Regions from separate parts of the Mus musculus genome. Here region 1 is linked to region 2. Evidence: chromatin contacts called from public HiChIP or PLAC-seq data. All regions are on one chromosome and are shown on one strand. The core of a region is the stretch at or near the end of the contact, and the rest is flanking DNA. Distances in the headings are between cores, read along the strand shown. Region 1 overlaps Rabep2 (rabaptin, RAB GTPase binding effector protein 2). Region 2 overlaps Gm30928 (a long non-coding RNA gene).

Region 1 (5,741 bases), core at 2,732-5,231, 91 kb before region 2:
AAGCCAGTTCCAGGACAGCCAGGGCTACACAGAGAAACCCTGTCTCGAAAAGCAAACAAGGGGCTGGTGAGATGGCTCACTGGGTAAGAGCACCCGACTGCTCTTCTGAAGGTCCGGAGTTCAAATCCCAGCAACTACATGGTGGCTCACAACCATCCGTAATGAGATCTGACTCCCTCTTCTGGAGTGTCTGAAGTCAGCTATAGGGTACTTACATATAATAAATAAAATAAATAAATAAATCTTAAAAAAAAAAACAAACAAGACACCAAAGCCAATAGCTCGCTCGGCAAAAGAGACATAGGTTTAGGTTTCCCAGGTTTGGGGTCCGAGAACCATGGGAGGAAGAGGTGCAAGAGGAAGGAGAAGCAGCCATGGGTGAGGCGAGCCATAAAAACAGGGCTCTGAGGGCTGGCCAGTCAGAGTTAAGCGCAGCCCAGATGAGACTTAGTAAGCAGTAAGCAATGACTCCGGGCTTATCGATAGGAAAGTAGATTCTGACAACCTAGAGGTAGGTAAGCGCCCAGCTCTTGTGCTGTTAGAGGCTTATTGTAAATCAAAAAAGCTGTGTGTGTCTTTTATCTGGAACTAAAGGGTCAAAGGCGGGGTAGAAAGCCCTGGCTGGGGCTGAGATGAAATAATTTCTACAGCAGTCATCTTTTGAGCAATGCACTCCTCCCCACCCCTCTGCTGGGGACTGAATTCAGGGTCTTGCACAGGCTAGGCAAGTCCTCTACCACTGAGCCACACTCGGACTCTTTTCAGTTTTGTTCTTGACACTTCTCACCATAACATAACACCGGCCCAGCTGCTGATCTTCTCCAGCACCCCGTGCACGTGCCCTTCCGAAGTTCCCTTGCTGGGAGGGGACCTCCCCCCACCCCACCCCACTGGCCTCTCCACTGTAGCTTTCTTTAGTGCAAGCCCACATATATCCAGGGAGACAGGAATGTTCACAGAACCTAGCCCAGTCTACTCACCTCTACCTGCAGTTGCTCCCACTGGCTATCTGGAACAAGCTGGTACCCAGGAGGGGGCAGGAAGATGCCCTCAGGGACCAGAGTGCCAGTAGACACCAGAGAAGCAGTCTCTTCCTGCTCAGGGCTGAGGCCTTGGGGGCCTCGTAGGGAGGCACTGCCGGCGGCCCCACCGAGGGAGAAGGAAGAGATGGAGGCACTGTCATCGCAGTTGTGGGCAAAGGCCTCGGCGGCTGGGCCGGCGTCTCCGCTCGGCTCCTCCAAGGGTTCCAGTGGGGGTGAGGGGTTCCTCGACAGAGGGAGCAACTCTGTGGAGCCATGCAGGGAGGCAGGCTGCCGTGGTCGTCTCTAGGGAGGATTGCAGGGAAGAAGCTAGGGCCAGCGTCCTGGGCACCCCTCCTTCCCTCGGCACCTCCGGCTAGCCCTCACCTGGATCTCTTGGATCAGCTCTTCCGCCCTCTGCAGCTTCCCCTTCAGCTCGGTAATCTCCTGCTCCATGGGCAACACGATCTCTCGAAGCTTTTCCGAGTCTTCATGAGCCTGGAGCGACGGGGGCATTGGGAAGTGACAGCCCCTTGATCATGAACAATGCCCACTAACTGTTCTCATCCTTCCTGATGGTTATACCACCCACTCAAGACTCCAGGACACGCGGGCTCTAAGTGCTTCCAGGGAAAGGAGCCAAGGCCATGACTGGCTTCCTCCTTTCCTCTTATTCTTACAAAATTCCTCCGCAACATCCATCGTTTAAAACCGTTTTTACTTATTCTTTGAGAATTTCATAAATGTATGGAAGTGTTTGGGGGACAAATCCACCCCAGTCCCCCCTGGCCTCAACATGCACCTTTTTATATCACAGGACCTCAGATATTTTAACTGGGCACAGTTTGAAAATGGTTCCAGTTTTCCGATACCATCTACACCTCAGCTGCTCTGGAACTAAAAGTGATCACATATGAGATGTATGCACAAGCTCCATGCGTGAACTTACTGACCATCTCCTTATAAGAAGGTGTGCCTTTCTTTATCCTATCTTGCTGGCTGGAACGTGGCTATGATTGCTTGGCATTCAAGCAATCACCTTGGACTGTGAGGCGACCTACCAGCTACAGTCAAGCAGCAATACAGAAGCCTACATTTCTCTTTTAAAAATTTTTAATTTTTCATCTTATGTATATGCACGTTTGGCTGGCATATAGACACACACTGCGTGTGCCCTCAGAAGCCAGACTAGGGCAGCTGGTTCCCTGGAACGACGGTTACGGACAGTTGTGAGCCACCAGGTTAAGTGCGGGGAAACTGAACCTGGATCCTCTGGAAAAGTAGTGAGTGCTCTGAGCTGCTGAGCTCTCGCTCCAGTCCCAGAAGCCTGAGTTTCTAACGGCTGGCTCAACTGCTCCATCAGTCTGGACTTTAAAGGATGAAAAACAAAACAAACCAACTTCCTATCTTACTTAAACCACTGCTGCTGTAGGTTTCCAATCCCATGCAGCCCGTACCCGACAGGCTTTCTCTCGTAAGACTGAGCTGACACCCCTGCCCTTCCTCCTGTCCTTATCATAAAGAGGACCATTTCTTAGTTGTCTCCTTTCAAGCTTGGGATCCGCATGGGGTCAGTAAAACAAACAACAACAAAAAACCGGTCCCACCCCGATACATCTCCAGGCAACAGCCAGTCATGCTTCATCTGTTACCACCTTTCTCAACCGATTCCATTTCAACCTCTTGAATCCCCCCAAACTCTCCTTAGACAAACTAAGTTAACATTCCATGTGCCACAGACAGGGTAAGCCATGTGAAGCCCTGGGACACACACGCTGTGCACAGGCCAACTACACAGTCCAGCGGAGTGTGGGGCAGCCGGCCTCCAAACCTGCAAACAGCGCCTCCTAGTGGAAGCAGTACGTCAAAGCCTCTCTTTCCATGGCCCTGGTTTTGTTTTGATTTTTGAGGTAGGATCTTGCATCCTAAGCTGGCCTTGAACTTGGGTTTCTGATCCTCCTTCCTCCGAGTATAGGCAAGTGTCGCCATGCAGGGTTTTAGGCAGTGCTGGGACTGAACCCAGGGTTTCCTGCATGCTAGTCAACCACTCTAGCAACTGAACCACAGCCCTAGTCTAGCCCTGGGCTCCTGTTGGGTCTTTGTTTTCATAGGCAGGAAATATACTCTAGCGCTTGTTTCTTTGGGTTCTAACTAAATACCTACCTCACAAAGCTTCTGTGAGATCAAATAAGGTATGAGCACATACCGCTAATAAGAGGGATCATATGGAAATATATGCACCCAGACTTTAATTCTTTTTATTGTCTTTGAGATGGAGGAATTACTATGTACCCTTAGGCTAGCCTTAAACTCATAATTCTTCTGCCCAGATTTCCCAATGCTGGGATTATAGATATGCACCACAATGTGCAGGTGTTAAAAAAATAAAGAGTGCTTGCCTAGAACGCATGAAATATGTTTGCATGCATGTACCCATGTACACATACATGTACACACACACACACACACACACACACACTCCAGGTTTCTAGCTGGCTATGGATGTGCATTCCCATAAATACCGGCACTGAGTTGCTGAGGCAGGAGGCCTTTGCCAAGTTCAAAGCCAGCCTCAGCTACACAGTAAGATCCTGTTTCAAAGAGAAGAGGGCAGGCAAGGAAAGGGGCAGAGAGGCAGAGAGACAAACACTAAGTGTCTTATGTTATCCAGGCTTTCTTGAAGCCCTAGTCTCAAGCCATCCTCCTGCCTTAGCCTCCCAAACAGCTGGGACTGCCAGTATCTGTCACCACACCCAGCTTCCTATTGTGATTAATAAGTGTTAAGAAAGCATTAGACTGCAGGAGCTCAAACAGGTGAGCACTCAGTACAGTGTCTGGCACGGAAAGGGTTACTTTCCTTCCTCTGCATGACTGACCTTGTTTCTAGAGGTAAATAAACTTGTAGCAAGGATCCTGCTAAGCTTTCAACAATGGGGAAGCTCTGTGTTCTACCCAGAATCATTACTGTGTCCAATGACAGGCTATGGGACAACAACGCTCACTATCATTTCAAACCCCAGGGATAGGGCAGGCCGTTGTCCCACCCCCACCTTTTCCATTTGCTTCTCCAAGGAGTCCAAAGGGTGGGCCCGGGCCAGCAGCTGTTTGAGGTGGCCCAGCTCTCGATCCTTCTCCTCAAAGTCCTGCTGTTGCTGCTGCCGCTCCTGTTTCAGGGCTGCGATCTGGGTCTCGTAGCTGCTGATGGAGTCTGTGGGCAGGAAGGGTGGGTACTTGGTGCCTGCCCTCTCCAAGGTGATCAACCACAGTAGTTATGAGCTGGGCAGAAATGGCCCCAGGCAAGACCTCAGCACCTCTCGCCCAGGGTCCTCAGTAGCAAAAAGGAGTGCGTGACCCTGAGTGTTTGACGAACTAAGAGGACATATAGGAGATGTCAAACATCTGGCATATAGTGAGGACCAATTGGACAATATACTGCTCAGATATATCCCAACTGAAGAACTGACCACAGGATATTTTTACTAAAAACAGCCAAGTATGAGGCCTTGTTACTATTATTTTTTAATTTTTGTTTGTTTGTTTGGGTTGGGTTTTGGCTTTTTTTTTCCTCCTTGGTACAGTCCTGGCCATCCTTGAACTTGCTCTACAGACCAGGCTGGCCTCCTGAATGCTGGGATTAAAGGTGTGAGCCACCACTGCCAGAGGCCTTGTTATTAGTAAAAACAAAGGAAGCAATATATCAGAAGGGCCAAGAACAAAAACAGAGTCCACCTTGTCCAAGCACAGCAAACACAAAACAAACTACGGCTCCCCATAACCCAAGTGGAAAAGTCCCTTCGCGGGAGATTTTTCTGTTGTGTGCAGGAGAGAAAATCGAAAGCATTCCTTGCAAATCACTGGTAACACATTCACTCAAATATGAGCAAGTGACCTTTATGGTTAGCCTTGGCATGGTGGAAACCAAGGACAGACGGAATACCTTGAGACACAGCCTGAAGCTTGTAGTGAATGGGAGAGCTGACTAAATGATGCTTTGTAAGATAGTCAAGTCGGGCAGACTGGTCACTGACAGTTTCCAAATAGCCAACAGCTGGCTGATGGGTAGTATCTACGGTCCCCAAATGCCTGCTTCCCTCTCTCAGAACAGTGTGATATTATATTTGATTTTGTGGCTAAAACAAGACCTGGACCCCAAGACATGTCAGATACAGTTCAAGGCTCTGCTTCCGCACACAGCCTATGACAGAAACTGCAGACACTGATTGTGGTATGAGTTAGATTTCTTTTTTTTCTTTTTTTTCTCTCTCTCTTTTTTTTTAGAGACAGGGTTTCTCTACATAGGCCTGGTTGTCCTGGAACTTGCTCTGTAGACCAGGCTGACTCTATCTCCTGAGTGCTGTGATCAATGGTGTGCGCTGCCACCATCCAGCAAGCTGGAATTCTTGTTATGGCTATTGTCACTTTCGCTATGACTTACTCAGGGGTAAAGTGTACAACTGAAGAATCAATTGTGGTAGCAGAAAGCCAGGCATGGTGGCTCTAGTACTCAGGAGGCAGAGGCAGGGAGATTTCTGTGAGCCAATTCCAGGAGAGCTAGGGCTATGTAGAAAGACACTGCTTCAAAAACAAAAACAAAAACAAATTATGGTAGGCCTGTAATCTCGGTGCATGGGAGCCTGAGGGAGGAAGATTACAAAATTGAAGCTAGCTTGTGCTACATGGTGAGGCCTGCAATCAAGCAAACCAAACTAAACTCTAGGGGAA
Region 2 (5,435 bases), core at 1,474-3,973:
TTCGAGGCCAGCCTGGTCTACAGAGTGAGTTCCAGGACAGCCAGGGCTATACAGAGAAACCCTGTCTCGAAAAAAAAAACCAAAAAAAAAAAAAAAAAAAAGAATGACTTAGAAAGGTAGTAGGTTAAAAAAAAAAAAGCCGGGCAAGGGGGCGCATGCCTTTAATCCCAGCACTTGGGAGGCAGAGGCAGTCGGATTTCTGAGTTCGAGGCCAGCCTGGTCTACAAAGTGAGTTTCAGGACAGCCAGGGCTACACAGAGAAACCCTGTCTTGAAAAACCAAAAAAAAAAAAAAAAAAAAAAAAAAAAAAAAAAGAAAAGAAAGGTAGTAGGTTTTGACAATTTCAAATCCCTTCAGATAAACTGATAAAAACAAAGGAACACACTGAAAACTTTTTAAAAATGATTTATTTATTTATTTTATGTATATGAGTACACTGTAGTTGTTTTGTCTTCAGACACAGCAGAAGAGGGCGTCAGATCACATTGCAGATGATTGTGAGCCACCATGTGGTTGCTGGGAATTGAAATAAGGACCTTTGTCCTTTTTAACCACTGAGCCATCTCCCCAGCCCCACACTGAGAACTTATACCTGTGAGATTTGCTAAGGTTCTAAGTGTACAGACCACATCCTGGAGAGGGTGCCCACTCTGAGTAGTCCAGTGTGTTTGGGCCAATAAAGAAAAGAAAGGGGATATCCCAGGGTTATCTAAATTACTCTAGATTATAGCATTCAAGGAAGCTCTTACTTCAGGTAGGCAGTATAATTTTTTTTTCTTTTAAATTTGTGTGTGTGTGTGTGTGTGTGTGTGTGTGTGTGTGTGTGTCTAGGCTACAGGTTGATATCAGGTATCTTTCTCAATTGCTTCTCTACCTTAGTTCTCTGAGACAGGTTCTCTCACTGAGCCTGGAGCTCACTGACTATATAAATGAATTGGCCAGCAAAACCCAGGCATCCTCCTGTCTCTGTCTCCCTAGTGCTGAGATTACAGGTAACATAGTCTTAATGTAGAGATCTGATGCACACAGCAAAACCAAGAAACAAATGAGAAGAACAAAATCAAGAGAAGCCGAGAGACATTGCAGACCAGCTTCCCCACGTTCTCCGTGAAATGTCAATAAACACCAGAGGCCAGGCGTGCTGCCATACAAGTTTGATGCCAGCACTTGGGAGGCTGAAACAGGAGGACTAAGAATCTGAGTTCACCCCGAGTGACAGAGAGAGGCTCTGACTATGCATATATTTTATATTTTCATCTGGTATAAAGCTATTGAGGGAGAGTGATGAGGAAGGACTATAAGCCAAGTTGAGGGCCAAGCTGAACTCTCAACCAAGGCAGGCAAGTGAGAACAGTAAAACAACAGATAAAAAAGAAAAGAACATTTAAAAAAAAGCAGTTCACAAACAGCAAATAAATACACAACAGATTCTCAACCTCACCAGAGGCCAGTGAAATGCCAATCAGAGCACCAAAGGGATGCGTGCAGTCCATTGGGAAGAAGGAAATCAGTCGGCTGTGGGTGTGTGGGGAGGCGTAGCTTTTATATTGCTGGCAGAAATGCTGAAAGCACATGGATATATATGGTGTGGTATCATATGCATGTAATATTAGCAATAGGAAAGTGGGGTAGAGGGCTGAGAGCTAAGGCTGGCTGTAGAGAGAGACCCTGTCTCAAAAAAAAAAAAAAAAAAAAAAAAAAAAAAACAAACCCCAAAACCAAAAACAAAGCGAAACAAAAAAACCACAACAAACCACACAAACAGCAACAAACAAAGGTGGTAAAAAGAATACAGATGTTAGTACTGTTGTGTTTTATAAAAAGATAAGGAAGAAGAAATATGTTTGGTGGATGTGTAGTCAGGTGTGGGGGAAGGAGGTGCCTCTGTGGACCCATGCTCAGGCGTCCCTTCCCCCTGAGGGACCAGCCACACGAGTATATTATAGAATAGAGTTTATTCAGAGCATGGGCAGGGGAGTTTAGAGGGTAGTGGGGGGGGGGGGAAGGGGAGAGGAGGGGAGGGGAGGGGAGGCCAAGAGCATGAGGAAGGGGCTAGAGGAGAGAAAACAAGAAGGGAAGAGCAAGAGAGAGAGGAGGGGGCAAACAGGCTCCTTTCATAGTGAGTCAGACACACCTAGCTGTTGCCAGGTAACTGTGGGGCAGAGCCTAGACAAAAGGCTAACAAGTATAGACAGACCAGACACAAAGGTCGCAGAAGGCATTTTGGGAATTGATGTGGCAATAGCTGATGAAAGTTTTTTGGCAAACTTTCAGATATCTTATAGACCATTTATTAGAAAACTATAGGGATGGGCTGGTGAGATGGCTCAGTGGGTAAGAGCACCCGACTGCTCTTCCGAAGGTCCAGAGTTCAAATCCCAGCAACCACATGGTGGCTCACAACCATCTGTAACAAGATCTGACGCCCTCTTCTGGAGTGTCTGAAGACAGCTACAGTGTACTTACATATAAATAAATAAATCTTTAAAAAAAAAAGAAAAAAAAAAGAAAACTATAGGGAAAAAAATGTAATCTACGAAAACAAGAGAAACCTCAATAAGAAGCAAACAGTTCCTGGTTGGGACCTGGAGATTCAACGCAGGAAAGAGAAGAGGCTGCTCAGGGGAGGATTCGGAGAAAGGAGCCAAGGTACCACGGGTGTGGGGGCAGGTGGCTCGGCTCACGGCAGGCAGGAGGCTGCAGCAGAGGTTTCTCAAGATAAAATTTGCAAACCAGCTAATCCTGCTGAACTGAGCAATGATTTAAATAACTGGCAGAGGGCTCAGGGTTGAACTAAAAGTAAGTACATTGCTATTCTAAGAGGATAAAAAAACATCGAAATAAAAGCATCCCGGGCTCGAATTACAGCTTGGGGATGCTCTAAGGGTTGGTCTTTAGTTGTCCATGTTTGGCTTCAGACTGGGACTAGAGACGGAGGTGCACATTTTACACACCAAAGCAGACCTGGCCTCCAGGTTCTCCCAGCATTCCTCAGTCCCTCCTGGCATATCCTGCCCCCAGGCTTGAACTTTCCAGTCTAAGGGGCTGGGCTGCCTTCCCCGAGAGGTTCTCCCTTATATAATTGCTGACATTTTGGGTCCCCCTTCTCTCCCTCTCTCTTTCTCCCCCTCTCTCTGTGTGCTTGCTCTCTCTTCTTCCTCCCTCCCCGCCTCTCCCTGGTGACTCCCCTGGCCTCAGTCTGTGAACTCACTGGAAAGCAGCTTCCCAATAAACCTGCCTTTAATATAGTCGAATCTGGTTTGAATTGGCTCATTTTACCTCGGAGAAATAACCTATCAGTCATATTTAAATACAAGCTTACCAGATAGCCCTCTGTAATGGTGCCCTGGGATTTTCTTTAAACTCGATTGATTCTGTAATGGAAGTTCTCTGTAAATACATACCTATTTCCTGAGTGATCAAATTTTGGCTTAAGGCAAACCCAAGGCCTACGTGGGTCTGCCCTCTGTGTGTATATATTGTGTGTTAGCATTTCTTCTAGTCTCTGCCTCACAGTTATCTGACAACAGTCGGGTATACCTGACTCACTATAAAGGGGGCTGCTTGCCCCCTCCTTACTCTCTTCCTTTTCCTCTCTTACCCTCCTCTCCCCATTCCTCTACCAGCCTTTCTCCACCTGTTCATAGCCTGCCTCCTCTCCTTCCCTTTCCTTCCCTTCCCTTCCCTTCCCTTCCCTTCCCTTCCCTTCCCTTCCCTTCCCTTCCCTTCTCTCTCTCTCTGTCTCTCTGTCTCTCTCTCTCTTCTACGCCCTCAACCTCCCTCCCCATGCCCTGAATAAACTATTCCATACTATATCTGTCGTATGGCTGGTCCCTCAGGGGGAAGGGATGGCTCAGCCTGGGCCCGCAGAGGCACCCCCTTCCATCTCACCATACCATGACTCTACCACACACATACCTGGCTCTCTTCTTTCTTTCTTTCTTTCTTTCTTTCTTTCTTTCTTTCTTTCTTTCTTTCTTTCTTTCTTTCTTTCTTTCTTTCTCTCTCTCTCTCTCTCTCTCTCTCTCTCTCTCTCTCTCTCTCTCTCTCTCTTTCCTTCCTTCCTTCCTTCCTTCCTTCCTTTTTTTTTTTTTAATTTATTTATAAAAAACAACATTGAGGCTGTTAGCTTGGTGTTTTCCTGGGACTCCCAACAGTGGGAGCAGGTGTGTCTTTGTCTCTTTTGCCTGCTCTTGGGACTCTTCCCTCCTGTTGGGTTGCCTCGTCCAGCCTGGATATGAGGGCTTTTTGCCTTGTCTTATTGTATCTTTTTTTTTTTTTTTTTTTGGTCATGTTGGTTGTTGTCTCTTGGCAGTCTGTTCTTTTGAAAGGAAATGGGGTGGGAGGAGTGGATCTGGGGGGAGCTGAGAGGTAGGGAGTAGCTGGGAGGAGCGGCCAGGGAGGAAACTGTGGTTGGAATGTATTGTATGAAAGAAGAATCTATTTTTAATAATAATGTAATTTTAATTATAACAATAATAATGACTTTTACCAATGGGGGAAATTAATAATCCCAATAATCCATTAATAATTCACTGGGGCTGGCACTCCCTGTGACATGAGAGAAACTCTCTGAACACTTTGAACTCTTTGGGGGCCATTGAGAAGCAAGAGAGAAAAGCAAATTGGGAAAGAATCCTATACACATGCAGTCAGTGGATGAATCCTACACACATGCAGTCAGTGGATGGAGCACACACATGCAGTCAGTGGATGGAGCACACACATGCAGTCAGTGGATGGAGCACACACATGCAGTCAGTGGATGGAGCACACACATGCAGTCAGTGGATGAATCCTACACACATGCAGTCAGTGGATGAATCCTACACACATGCAGTCAGTGGATGGAGCACACACATGCAGTCAGTGGATGAATCCTACACACATGCAGTCAGTGGATGAATCCTACACACATGCAGTCAGTGGATGGAGCACACACATGCAGTCAGTGGATGAATCCTACACACATGCAGTCAGTGGATGGAGCACACACATGCAGTCAGTGGATGGAGCACACACATGCAGTCAGTGGATGGAGCACACACATGCAGTCAGTGGATGGAGCACACACATGCAGTCAGTGGGTGAAGCACACACACAAGCAGTCAGTGGATGGAGCACACACATGCAGTCAGTGGGTGAAGCACACACACATGCAGTCAGTGGATGAATCCTACACACATGCAGTCAGTGGATGAATCCTACACACATGCAGTCAGTGGGTGAATCCTACACACATGCAGTCAGTGGGTGAAGCACACACACATATAGTCAGTGGATGAATCCTACACACATGCAGTCAGTGGATGAATCCTACACACATGCAGTCAGTGGATGGAGCACACACATGCAGTCAGTGGGTGAAGCACACACACATGCAGTCAGTGGGTGAAGCAAGATGAGCTCCAACAACTTCACATACATACATACAT

The links. HiChIP or PLAC-seq counts read pairs in DNA pulled down with a chosen protein or histone mark.
Region 1: an H3K27ac HiChIP or PLAC-seq map of embryonic stem cells shows a contact between it and region 2, with 5 read pairs. The contact joins two enhancer-like sites. A contact is called at or near these places in 1 of 484 Hi-C or Micro-C datasets (embryonic stem cells), 6 of 115 datasets of contacts at active chromatin or transcription factors (the SCID.adh cell line, effector CD8 T cells and embryonic stem cells) and 3 of 9 other capture datasets (adipose tissue, liver and pancreatic islet).

Annotation. Positions count from the first base shown.
Region 1 is chr7:126,434,146-126,439,886 of GRCm38.p6, reverse strand. Rabep2 (rabaptin, RAB GTPase binding effector protein 2) reads right to left here. Exons shown (of 13, transcript NM_030566.2): 3 at 4,070-4,227; 4 at 1,407-1,517; 5 at 981-1,325. Among named protein-coding and RNA genes, the nearest start is that of Rabep2, 8.2 kb to the right of the region's middle. Within about 2 kb of position 3,981, at least 6 of the 459 cell types and tissues checked have an H3K27ac peak or open chromatin away from gene starts, as enhancers often do. A contact at or near this core is called in embryonic stem cells, where this site is marked.
Region 2 is chr7:126,342,484-126,347,918 of GRCm38.p6, reverse strand. The region is part of intron 2 of Gm30928 (a long non-coding RNA gene); the gene reads left to right. Among named protein-coding and RNA genes, the nearest start is that of Gm30928, 6.6 kb to the left of the region's middle. Within about 2 kb of position 2,723, at least 19 of the 459 cell types and tissues checked have an H3K27ac peak or open chromatin away from gene starts, as enhancers often do. A contact at or near this core is called in embryonic stem cells, where this site is marked.